Linked DNA regions of Mus musculus: region 2 is linked to region 1. A link is a contact called in public promoter capture Hi-C data. All regions are on one chromosome and are shown on one strand. The core of a region is the stretch at or near the end of the contact, and the rest is flanking DNA. Distances in the headings are between cores, read along the strand shown. Region 1 holds the start of Znrf3 (zinc and ring finger 3). Region 2 overlaps Znrf3 (zinc and ring finger 3).

The links. Promoter capture Hi-C pulls out the DNA fragments that hold promoters and counts their contacts.
Region 2: a contact with region 1 is called in a promoter capture Hi-C map of hippocampal neurons, with 3 times the contacts expected there. The contact joins the enhancer-like site here to the promoter of Znrf3 in region 1. A contact is called at or near these places in 12 of 39 promoter capture datasets (the 3T3-L1 cell line, 3T3-L1-derived adipocytes, the C10 cell line and 6 more), 1 of 15 datasets of contacts at CTCF or cohesin (CD8 T cells), 9 of 484 Hi-C or Micro-C datasets (the HPC-7 cell line, cranial neural crest, embryonic stem cells and 5 more), 14 of 115 datasets of contacts at active chromatin or transcription factors (the 230-238 cell line, CD8 T cells, the SCID.adh cell line and 8 more) and 3 of 9 other capture datasets (adipose tissue, liver and pancreatic islet).

What each region holds. Positions count from the first base shown.
Region 1 is chr11:5,441,338-5,447,918 of GRCm38.p6, forward strand. It overlaps Znrf3 (zinc and ring finger 3), which reads right to left and starts at 3,510. Exons shown (of 9, transcript NM_001080924.2): 1 at 3,051-3,510. The coding sequence starts at 3,341.
Region 2 is chr11:5,350,968-5,357,548 of GRCm38.p6, forward strand. All of the region lies in intron 1 of Znrf3 (zinc and ring finger 3), which reads right to left. Among named protein-coding and RNA genes, the nearest start is that of Znrf3, 91 kb to the right of the region's middle. Within about 2 kb of position 4,039, at least 78 of the 459 cell types and tissues checked have an H3K27ac peak or open chromatin away from gene starts, as enhancers often do. A contact at or near this core is called in CD8 T cells, the HPC-7 cell line, adipose tissue and 3 more, where this site is marked.

The DNA of each region.
Region 1 (6,581 bases), core at 2,260-4,759:
GATAATAATTTCATTAACATCAACACGTTGGTTTAAAGATGAAATATGTACCAGTATGTCTGAAAGTTCTTTAGAGGTCCACACTTCAAAAGTACAGTAAAAGGGTAATTCTTCTAGTGCTTAGCTATATGCCTGACCTGCTTAGATGCAAACAGGCTAATGCTGCTGCGTGATAATAAAAGCAACTAATTTCACATCTAAATAGTCTATTCACAATTTTCACAACTGGAAATATCAAAATAGAAAAGAAGAAAAAAAATCAAACACACACAAACAACCCTGTCTTCATACAGACTAAACTAATGACCTTGGGATAATTAATTTACACCTACAATACACACATCCCAAAGTCTGAACTACTAATCCCACTCCTCAACAAGCACACACAGCCAGGCTTCCTCCTACCCTAACCCATGATAAATACTCAACAGGTCCTTGGGCTGACCAGACTATGATAAGTAATCTATTGTGTGTGTGTGTACATACACACACACACACACACACACACACACACACACACACACATTCATTGGCAAGTAACAGGAAAAAAAGTCAGTACTACAAAATATTTCTTATAATTTTTAAAGTGAAACATTCAAACAGCTTTTTTCCTCTCTTCCCAATTAAGAACAATATTGCTATAGAATCACACTGAGAATAAAAGCAATGTTACCTACATACTACTATTTAGTTCTAGTTATCAGAAAATAAACAGAAGACCATAAAACGTTCATTAAAGGGCAAAACATGAAGTTTTTCAGGTGATAAAACAAAAGGTGGTTTTTAAAAGTTCAATGAGTACTTAGAAAACATGATTAATCTGAAATTAAAGACTGGCTTTGTTTCTTCTACACTTTTATTACACATGCTCTCATTATATTCCCTCTCAGCAATCCTAAAACATTGGCTTTCCTTACAAAACTTATTCCAGAGCTGGTAGGCAGGAGCTACAAGAGTTCCTTTAGTCTGGCAGTATTCACAGAACAAATAAAAGCATGCCGGTCTGTGTGTACACACACAGCTCTGAAAGCCACACTGTGCTTGTCTGGACACATGGATGACCACAACAAAGTTATTAAAGCTATGGAGTGTACCAATGACAAACTATCTCTTCAGGGAGTTCAGATAAGCCCACCAATATCACTGCAGTTATAAAGGAATTAAGGACATCATTAGTGATTGCTTAACAGGTAAACTTATTAAATACCATTTAAGTCATTTTTCTCCCCTTAGTGACTGTTGACTTAATTTGAAAGGGAGGTGCGAGTCTAGTAGACTACAAAAGAATTAGATAAGCACTTCAAAAACTTCTCAAGAGAACAGAGTCCTGCCAAACTCACACATTATCTCTCTACTTGTCAGGATAAAATAGTTACAAATGGTGTGTTTAAACTGCTAATTTTGTATTAAATAGTGAACCCAAGAATATCTGCAAAGCACAGCATTATGCATAATGAATAGCTCCCCAGACAAACTACCACAGAGAATGGCTCAAGTTTAAACACTGCAGATAAAAATCTCAAACTTCAAAAGTCTCCTTCAAAAAGTGAAGTGCCACGTTAAAACATACTCCCCTCAGCTGCAACCCCCACCCTCAAGGCTGTAAATCAAACATTTCTAAAGCCATCAGGGCACAGGGAAAGCCTCAAAGAACGACAAGGACTCACAAGAAGCAAGACTTAAAATTCAAACTCTTCTTAAAGCCTGCAATAGAGTTGTTTAGGTATCTTCAGCCAAGCATCCTCTCTAAAGCTTGTATATTAATGACAGTAACAATAACATGGGGGGGGGGAGAACAGCACCGTTAGCAACATCTGTAGTCACAGAAATTGGTCAAACATGTATTTCGCTTTCTATAGATAAGAATAAGAGCACCACAAAACAATGCTTTCTAATCACAGCCATAGGGTCCTCCTCCAGCTTTGGAAAGACACACACCTTTAAGGAGCTACACCGTATTGGCCCGTGTCCCATCAACTCAAAGCTCTGCGTGCAGCTTCACCCTCCTGTCTACACTCGGAGCTGCTCTGAAGTCATCCCACACAGTCCCTTTTCTCTTCATAATTCACCCAAGAGCAAAGCACCGGAGATCCAAACTATAGGCCTCTAAAGTTCCAAAAGATTCAAAGACGAGCCAACCGTATCAGATCACTCCTACCAGAGGTGCGCCTAACAACCATAAGTGCGCTGCCCTGGAACATGGTAGTGGATAAAAACCATCGTCGAGGGAGCGGGAAATCTATGCAGCTATCCATCCGCTGAGGCTTCGACTGAGAGTCCCTCCTCAAAGACTGGGGACAGCTCAAAGCTCTCCCTAGCCAGCCTCCTTTGGGACGCAGCCCTCTTTCATTTGGAGCAAGGTGGAGGCCCTGTCAGTGAGAGACCCTGGCTCGGGTTTGCAGGCCTCTTCGGTATTAGTCCTTGACCCAGGGGCGAGCCTGCGGTCTTTCTCATCCCCTGTAATCTGAGGCACGGCCACGACAGTGCTCTGCCAATTCCCACTCCTCAGCCAGCTCCGCCTGCTCCCTTCCTGCTGCTGCCCGTCCAGAGCCCTGCCAGAGGGTTGGTGTCTAGGTAAGGCTGCCAGTAGATTTCAGCAAAAATAACCTGAAGATGTGCACCCCGGCAACTGGGTCGCTCCGAAAACGGAGCAAACGTGGATGGAAAAGCAAAGCCTGCGACCTCTAAGAAGTCGCTCCATCCTTCAACTTGTCTCGCCTTTGCAAAGTTGGCATTCAACAGGTAGTTCCCGGGACTTTCACCTGAGGGAGAAAAACGTCCCGCCAACTCAAGAGTGCCGCCCAGGCGCCCATGCCCAGCTCAGCGTCCCCACCCCCACCCCGGCGCGGTGCACCCACCGGAGGCCGAGCCCCCACGTGCGCTCGCCTCAGCCGCCGTGCCCCGGAGGCCCCGTCCCGCCCGCCTGGGAGGGATGCCGCCGGGCTCCGCGCCTCCCCCCCGCCCGCCCGCCCGCTAGCCCGCGGCGGGGTCGGCGGGCGCAGCCCCCGGAGCCATCTTGTGGCGGCGGAGCGCGGGGCCCGGGTGGCTACCTGCACGATCTCGCCCTCGGCGCTGAGCATGGCCCCGGCCCGCGAGAAGCGGCCCGTGAGGCCGGTGGTGTGGGTGGTATAGTCGCCGCTCGGGCTCGACTCGAACAGCACCACCTCCACGAACGCCGTCTCCTTGGCCCGCGCCGCGCCGGGCCCCGCGGCCGCCAGCAGCAGCCCGAGAAGCAGCGGCAGCGGCGGCGGCGGCGGCAGGCGACGACCGCGGGGGCCGCGGCGGAGGCGGCGGCGGCGGCGGCCCGGGGCCCCTGGGCGCCCGCCCGAGCGTGGCCTCATGGTCCTGCGGCGGGAGGGCGCGGAGGGCGGGCGCGGCCGGGCATAGTCGCGGGCCGGCGGAGGACCGAGCGCGGGCGGTCGCCTCACAGCACCATCGCGGCGGCGGCGGCTTTGTGGGTCGCAGGCTCTGCTCCGCTCCCCCGGCCGTCGCGCCGCGGCCCTTTCATCTGCTCCACGTGAGGGGTTATCCCCGCCCCCGCAGCGTCGTGACCCGCTCTCCCCTCCCTCCCCGCGCTCGGCCGCGGCCACCTCCGAGGGGAGCGGGTAGGCGGGGCGGGCGCGCCTGCGGCGAGAGGCGGGGCCCAGAGGCCTCGCCCGCCCCGCCCAATCGACTGAGTCCCGCCCCGACTCCGTTCTTAGCCACGCCCCTCCACCCTTGCTCCGCCCAGGTAGTCTTTTTCGGTCACGCCCCTTCCTCTTAGCCACGCCCCCTGGTCTGTACTCCGCCCTCCGCGGCAGACATTTCTCTTGGCAGTTGCTGGAGTACGGGGAGAGTAAGATCCTCAACCTGTTCCCGGGCGGTTTCGCCCCCTCGGCGCACCCTGCTTTGGTGCCGCAATTAGAGTCATTGGGGCGTCAAAGGCCTCGTCCTTCCGTCCAAGGATGCTTCATCCGCAGCTCCGGCACTGCTGGCCACCCGCACTCGGTGCTCGCGCCCTACCACCTCCAGGGACCGCGAAAGGCCCCGGGCGGTCAGTGGCAGTTTGCAACCCGCCGGGACACGTCCAGTTCTTACGTGGGTGTCACATAGACAGTTACCCTCAACTAAAGGAGTGAGGACAGGTGGCGGAGAACTTGAAGAAGTTATCTAGATTCTAATGGAGTTCATCTTTCCGCAGCCCTGGAGACCGTCTCCAACACTCCCTTCAAATCTCACCATGTGCAGAAGGGCGGAAGAGTCAACACGCTTAATGCACAGACTTCTGGTTGCCAAACATACCAAAGACACGTGCTCCGAACCCAGACGTCCCCAGTCACCCAGAAGATAAACTTTTAATTCTCTTCCCCTTTTTGGAACAGGATTTTTCCTTTCTCAGCAAATCTATGAGACTCACAATCCTCCTTTAAAAGCCACATTCAATTTCTACTTCCTCAGTCGTCTTCCCTCCCTGACCTGAATGGCTTTGTTTAAATATTTGCAAATATTTGGTTAGGGTGATCTGCTTCTACTTGCTACCACACCCAAAATATTAAGACAAAAAGAAAAGTCATTGAGTGTTTCCTTGAGTAATCAGCGCATCGAGGTTACAGTTTAAACTGAAAAGGAATGTTTTGCCAATGTGTTGAATAGAAAATACAATTGAAAAGAAATTCACAGAACTGTGTTACTGTGTTTGGACCACCCAAAGCTTTGGCACAGAAGGTAACTGACAAAGCTAGAGTCATTAGTTTCCCCCAAGCCAAGCTTAATCAGTACTGACTGCTCGGGAGCACTGTCATTTCCAAGGATTGTGACTTTACCCACTAAGGCACAGTCCAGTCTTTTTTTTTGTTTTGTTTTGTTTTTTTTTTGTTTGTTTGTCTTTTCGAGACAGGGTTTCTCTGTGTAGCCCTGGCTGTCCTAGATCTCACTTTGTAGACCAGGCTGGCCTCTAACTCAGAAATCTGCCTGCCTCTGCCTCCCGAGTGCTGGGATTAAAGGCGTGTGCCACCACACCTGGCACAGTCCAGTCTTTAAGGGGAAAGCAATTATTATAGCCATGCATAGCTAGCGTTGCAATCCTTAGAAGTATGAAGTCATGAACTGGTGAATGAATATGCAAATATGGTCTATCCATACAATAAAATCGAATTTTTAACATGGTAGAGTTTCAATCGGGGCTGGTGAGATGGCTCAGTGGGTAAGAGCACCCGACTGCTCTTCCAAAGGTCCGAAGTTCAAATTCCAGCAACCACATGGTGGCTCACAACCACCCGTAATGAGATTTAATGCCATCTTCTGATGCATGTGAAGACAGCTACAGTGTACTTAGATATAATAATAAATAAATCTAGAAAAAATATATTAAAAAAAGTTTCAATCTTCAATTGCATTTTAAATAACAAAATCAAAGACAAATAAAATACTGAATATTGAATGAATGCGACAAAAATATACTCAGTGAAGCATATAGCCTTTCCATTTGTATGAAATGCCAAGAATATAGAAAAATGGAAAGGTTAGTGATCACCAGATACTGAACTGGAAGGAGGATTGGGTAGTATGACTATTAATGGATTTCCCTTAAGGGGAACGAAAATATTCTGTAATTAAATGGTGATGAGTATATTCTTTGTAAATACATGAAATCCACCACCAAATTGTACATTTTCTTTCTTTCTTTCTTCCTTCCTTTCTTTTTTTTTTTTCCCCCTGAGACAGGGTTTCTCTGTATAGCCCTGGCTGTCCTGGAACTCACTTTATAGACCAGGCTAGCCTCGAACCCAGAAATCTGCCTGCCTCTGCCTCCCAAGTGCTGGGATTAAAGGTGTACACCACCACTGCCTGGCAAATTGTACATTTTCTAAAGATGGATTTTACAGTGTATAGATGACGTCTCAATACAGCTGTTAAAAATTGAAGCCTTTTCGTACTTGACGTAGTGGAGCTCGCTTTAATCCTAGCACTGGGCAGGTAGAGGCAGGTGGACCCATGAGTTCAAGACCAGCCTTGTCTCCGTAGGTGTCTCAGGCCAGGCAAAGTTACATAGTAAGACCTTTTCTCAAACAAAAATGAAGCCTTGGGTCAAGAGAGGATCCAAGGTCATATCTCAGCCCCCAGCTCACAACCACCTATGACTCCAGCTTTATGGGATCTGACCCTCTCTTCTGTTCACATACGGCATACATTTACAGAGAAAGAGAAGGGTGGGGGACAGAGGGACAGAGAGGGACAGAGACAGAGACAGAATTTTCAAAAGGCTCAGTGGTAAAGAGCACTTGTTGCTCTTGCAGAGGACCCAAGTTTGGTTCCCAGCACCTACATAACAACTCACAGCCCTCTACAGGGAAATCCAACACTCTCTTCTGGCTCTAAGGACACTGCACTCGTGTGTTGCACAGATATGCAGGCAAAACACCCATTAGACACATTTAATGAAATCTTGTTTAAAAATTCAGCTCAGTGATCTCATTAAACACACTTTGCTATAATGGCAAGGACCTTGGTCTTGCCTAGATTGAAGCTGTGTGGTCCAGAATAGGCACCTAATAAATATTGGTTACATGACTTACTGAGCTCATCACCACACACCCCTCTCC
Region 2 (6,581 bases), core at 2,789-5,288, 90 kb before region 1:
AAAATTCTAGCAGGGAACTTCTACAGCTCATAATGTAGAAGTTCCCTGCTAGATCATTCAAGTGGCTGGATATAAGATCAACTCAATAAATATATAAAATATATTTATTTATTATAAAGCAATCCACCTATATAAAAATGATATACAGATTTAGAAAGAAATAAGAAAAACAACACCCTTCATAATAGCCACAAATTATATAAAATATGTAGGAGTTAACTCTCATCAAACAAGCGAAAGACTTACATTATAAAAACATCAAGTCTTTGAAGAAAAAAAAATTGAAGATATCAGAAGGTGGAAAGACCTCTCATGCTCATGGATTGGTGGGATCAAAATAGTAAAAATGGTCATTCTACCAAAAGCAAACTAGGGTTTCAATGGAATCCCAAACACAATTCTTTATAGACCTTGAAAAGACAACTCAACTTCATATGAAAAACAACAAAACAAAACAAACCAGGATGCTAAAACAACTCTCAACAATTAAAGAACTTTATGCGGTTATCTCTGATTTCAAGCTCTACTACAGAGCTATATTTAAAAAACAAAAAACAAAACACCCACACATGGTACTGGCATATAAAGGCACGTTGATTAATGGAATGGAATTGAAGACCCAGAAGTAAATCCACACACCTATGGATACTTGATTTTTGACAAAGAAGCCAGAAAGACGTAATGAAAACAGAAAGCATCTTCAACAAATAGCACTAGTATAAGTATCTGCATGTAGAAAAATGCAAATAGATCCATATTTAATCACCCTGCACACAAAGCTCAAGTCCAAATAGATCAAAGACCTCAACATAAAACCGACACATTGAACCTGACAGAAGAGAAAGTGGGTAATAGCCTTGAACACACTGGTACAGGAGACAACTTTCTGAACAGAAAACACCTATAGCACAAGCATTAAGATCAACGATTAATAAATGAGACCTCATTGGGCTAGAGAGATGACTCAGCATTTAAGAACACTGTCTAATCTTCTAGAGGTCCTGAGTGCAATCGCCAGCAACCACATGATGGCTCATAACCATCTATAATGTGATCTGATGCCCTCTTCCGGCATGCAGAACTCTCATACTCTCATATATGAGAGCACTCATATACATAAAATAAATAAATCTTAAAAAAAAATGAGACCTCATAAAACTGAAAAGCTTCTGTAAGGCAAAGACACCATCCATAAGACAAAATGGCAGCCTACAGAATGGGAAAAGATTTTCACCAAGTCCACATCCAATAGAGGGCTAATATCCAAAATACATAAAAAATTCAAGAAGCCAGACATCAACAAATCAACTAATCCAATTAAAAAACTGGGTTACAAGCTGGGCAGTGGTGGTGCACACCTTTAATCCCAGCACTCTGGAGGCAGAGGTAGGAGGATCTCTGAGTTTGAGGGTAGACTGGTCTACAGAGTTCTAGGACACCCAGGGCTACATAGAGAAACCCTGTCTCAACACAAAACAAAACATTGTTAAGAAAACAAATAAGCAAGCAAGCAAACAAACAAACAAACAAACCCCAACCCAAAAACCAAGTTACAGATCTAAACAGAGAATTCTCAATAGAGTGTGGGAAGCCACATGTGCCGTTGCAGGGTGGCGCTGGCTACCGCTGGCCACCACGCATACATAGGCAGTAAAGTTTTTTTGCCAAGATGAGGTTTTGAGAATTAACCAATCACATGAGAGACAAGTTAACCAATCAGATGAGAGACAAGTTAACCAATCAGATGTGAGACATGCAAATGAAGTGGTAAGCATAACCCATGCATAACCAATCCGGGTGTGAGACACGCCTCTCCTAGGCCTGTATAAGCAGCACCAGTTCTGGGCTTGGGGTCTCTTCACCTCTGCAATCAAGCTCTCCCAATAAACATGTGCAGAAGGATCCTGTTGCAGCGTAGTTCTTGCTGGCGAGTTGGGTGCGCGCAAGAATAGAGGAATCTCAAATGGCTAAGAAACATTTAAAGAAATGTTCAACATCCTTAGCAATCAGAGAAATGCAAATCAAACTGTTGTGAGATTCTATTTTATGCCAATCAGAATAGCTAATAACATAAGTGATAGCTCATGCTGGCAAGGCTGTAAAGCAAGGGGAATAGTCCTCCATTGCTGGTGGGAGTGTAAACTTGTAAAAATACTATAGACATCAATGTGGCAGGCAGTTCCTCAAAAAACTGGGGCATCAATCTTCCTCAAGATCCAGCTATACTGCTCTTGGGCACACACCCAAAGAACATTCCATTCCACCACTTGCTTAACTATGTTCATAGCTGTGTTATTCATAATACCTAGAAACTGGAAACAAATTAGATGTCCTTCAACTGAAGAATGGATAAAGAAAATTTGGCACATTTACACAATGGAGTATTACTCAGCTATTTATAGAAATGACATCATTAAATCTGCAGGTAAATAGATGGAATGAACTAGGAAAAAAAAATCATTCTGAGTGAGGTAACCCAGACTCATATACTCTCTTTTAAGCAGATATTAGCTGTAAAGTAATCATGCTACAATTCACAAGCCTAGAAAGGCTAAATAATGGGTGCTGGGGTGTGACACATGGATCGCCCTAAGAAGGGGAAATAGAATAGATAGATGTGCTAGTGGACTGGGGACAGGTAGGGGTGGGAACAGGGGGGGGATCAGGGGAAGGGGGAAGGAGAGAGATAGGAGACACTAGAATTGGGGGCACTGGAATGAGGTGATGGGGGTGATGTGGAAACTTATTAGTACAGTAGAAACTCCCAGGAATCTATGAGGATATAGAGACTTAACCAGCCATCTTCTTTAATCAGTTAAGGCTTCTGATGGTGAGACTGGGACACTAACCCAGTTATAAAACCTTCCACCTACAATCTATCCTGCCTGCAAGATGTGCTAGGGCCATGGATGTATAAACTTGTGGTAGTGGCCAACCAATGACTTGGACTAGGACTCAGAGGTTGGATAGCCCAGAGACCTAGGATAGAAGAAAAAAGAAAAAAAAAATCAATAGAATGATTCCTAATGGTATTCTGCTATTCTCATAGATCAGTGCCTCACCCAATTGTCATCAGAGAGGCACTGCTGGCAGCTGATGGGAGCAGATGCAGAGACCCACAGCCAAACATTAGGTGGAGAGAAAGCTCAAATTAGAGAGTAGCTGAGGGAACCCCACAGAAGCCAAGGAGGAAAAACTGTAAGAGCTAGAGGTATCAAGTACCCAAGGAGAACATGGCTCACAGAATCAACCAAGCAGGGCTTTCACAAAGACTGCATCAGGAAGCACAGAGTCTGCATGGGTCTGTGCTAGGTCCTCTATATGCATCATGGTTGTTAGCTTGGTGTTTTGGTGGGACTCATAACAGTGGAAGTGAGGGTGTCTCTAACTCACAAGCTACTGGGTTGCCTTGCACAACCCTGATATGAGGGTTTGTGCCTAATCTTACTGTATCTTGTTATGCCTTGTTTGGCTGATATACCTGAGAGGCATGCTCTTTTCTGAAGGAAAAAGAAAAAAGGATGACACCTTTAATCCCAGCACTTGGGAGGCAGAGGCAGGCGGATTTCTGAGTTTGAGGTCAGCCTGGTCTACAGAGTGAGTTCCAGGACAGCCAGGGCTATACAGAGAAACCCTGTCTCAAAAAAACAAAAAAGGATGAGTGGGAGGAGGGGAAACAGAGGTATTGAAAATGAAAGAATAAGAATGCAAAATTAGGTTTAAAAAAAGAGAAGAAAAGACCAAGTAGTTTAGTGACAGTTGCAGAGGCTGAACATAGCAGCACATGCCTTTAATTTCAGCACACTGAAGACAAAGTCAGGCATAGTCAGGCATACCTTTGTAAGTCTGAGGCCAGCCTGGTCTACATAGAGAATTCCAGGAGAGACTACCCATGGGCTCCCTGCATGGGACAGTCAGTGTTCACTTGAAGGGAGACTGTTTGGGACAGCTATTTTGGGAGCCATCCAGGACATGGCTGTAGACAGTTAGGAAATGAGCATGTGGGATGACTCAGGCAGACACAGTGAAGAAAGAACCAGCAGTTTTACCACCCACATGACTAAAGCTAACTCTCGGTGATACTAAAGTCTGACATGGATTTGGGTATTACAGCTACAACAAATATACAGCTACAACCAGGATGAACAACCTGAGAAGTTCTAATTTTCTCCTCAACAGACAGACCCCATGATATCTAGAAAAGGTAATGAACATCCATCTGCATTTCCAAATAAGGGGCTGCTAAAGCAGCATGGCTAACAAGGAGCATGCGCACCAGACCAAGGCACGGTATAGGTATGGAACAACTGTTTTGAGATAAAATATGAAAATGGGCCTTCTTCAGATTTCTCAGGGCCCACTGAGACTGATTACATCACAGGTTCACTGTTTTCTTAATGGACAAAGAATCTACAGGAACCTCTAAGTCAAAAGACAATGTGTTACCAGGCATAAGTGTCTGGAGAGAACTGTTCCCTTGAGATGGTCCACCTGCCAAGCTCTGAAACCAAGAGTAGCTTTCAGAAGCTTTCAACACAAATTGTTGAAACACACTGGCACAGTCTCCCCATGTCTCAAGGAGAGAGACATGGACTAACTGCTTTTGCCCAAGGTTATAACACTTCTATATCTCACTGAAGATTTACAATAACTTCAAAAGGATCATCTTCATGCAAGTGAGTCACTGTAACATAGGAACTACTTGCTATACTAGTAGGACAAGCTAACTCACGCGGTAATAAGACCTTATCCAAAAGTTCCTGAGGATTTAAAGGGAAATTTCCCTCCTGTTGTCCTTTCCCCTTTGTGGTCCAGGATGCAAGATGGTCCAGACCTTTTCTTAAAAGTGTGGTAGCTAAAATCAAGGCTTATAAATTATGTGAAGGGATAGGGTGACAACCCCATCCACTTTTCTCTTGAATCATAAGGTTTTTTTCACCCTTTTTTTAATGTATAAAAAATACATAATTCCTTTTTTAAAAAATTAGAAAGCTCTGTATTTGTACATGCACAGGCATGTATGTAGAGGTCGGAAGTGACCTCAGGTGTCAGTCCTTGTTTTCTATCTTGTCTTTTGCTGTTTTATCACTGCACATGCCAGGCTAGCTGGCCTTAAGCTCCTGGGGCATCTCCTGATTCCACAGCCTACTTTAACTTACAAGTATTGGAATCACAGTCTTGTAGTATTCTCCCCACCTTCTGGGGGATCCAAACTCAAGTCTTCATGTTTGTTCACCGAATAATTTACCCTCTGAGCCATTTAGAATGTTAGAAAGTTGTCCTGAATGAATGCCTCTCTAGCTCTTTGAACCAATGGCCTAAACTATTTTTCCTGGAATCCAGAACATAGAAGAACAGTTTCTTTTCTTCCTGTTGTCATAGTGATTGTGATAATAAGGATAAGGAACTGACACAGCAAAGGAGCTCCGCAGCTCTGGCTGTGTGTGGAGGCTTCCAACTGGGAACAGTCTGAGAGGTAAACCAGCACTCCTCCACTTCAGGCACAGGTTTTCTGAATGCTCAGCTGGAGTCTCTGCCAATCAACTTTGCTTTTTAAAGAAAAACCAAGAATGCTTCTATAATCTATGGTTCCTCTGTACCAAAAGAGGATAATAAAAATAACACCCCAGGAAAAACTCACATTAAAAAAAATAATAAAGTTAATGGGCACAGCCTGTGCTACTTCTAAACCACAGTCAAACTGAGGGGTGTGACTCAGTGGGAAGACTGCTCTCCTAGTGATACATAGGACACCGAAAATAAGTCATCTATTTCTGGTCAAAAACTGAAAATGAAAATACAAAAGTTAATGGGTTAGAAAATAAGGATGATTGGTTTTAGTACTTCTGTTCATTCCAGTCGGCCCCGCTCCCTCCGGCCCAAAGATTTTTATTTATTATTATAAATACACTGTAGATGTCTTCAGATGCACCAGAAGAGGGCGTCAGATCTCATTACAGATGGTTATGTGCCACCATGTGGTTGCTGGGAATTGAACTTCGGAAGAGCAGTCAGTGCTCTTAACCGCTGAACGATCTCTCCAGCCTGGATAATAGCTTTAAAAGACAGAGATCCTAGTATTCATTTATAAAAATTATGCTAAGTGGATAGACACTAAGTGAGAAAATGCATTTAAGTATTGAACCTTCCCTGTAATCATGATGTTTGATCAGCTGTTTGAAAATGATTCTATAATGTACCTATCTGCTGCAATAAGAGGCAACTAAAACCCAAAACACAATACAGCTTAAAAGCAAACACAGCACTACCTGGTAGTAATGTGTTTTTAAAAGACATACTCCTGTCTTACAACAAATACTATATATGGCCTTTGATGGGCTTCCCTGCAGGGGCTGAGTGACCAAAGAAAGTACTCCTGTAAGCTGGAGAGCCAGACACATAGCACTGGATGCACACACTGGTTACCTCTGCATGTGTAGCCTGCCTGCAGGCTCTCAGCAAGAAAAACACCAGAGTACTAACAGCTCACAGGGGAAACCAACAATAATATGAATTTAATCAGTGATGACAGTGCTCAGCTCCAGTTATTCCAACACTTTGAACTGGTTCAAAAGGATTAT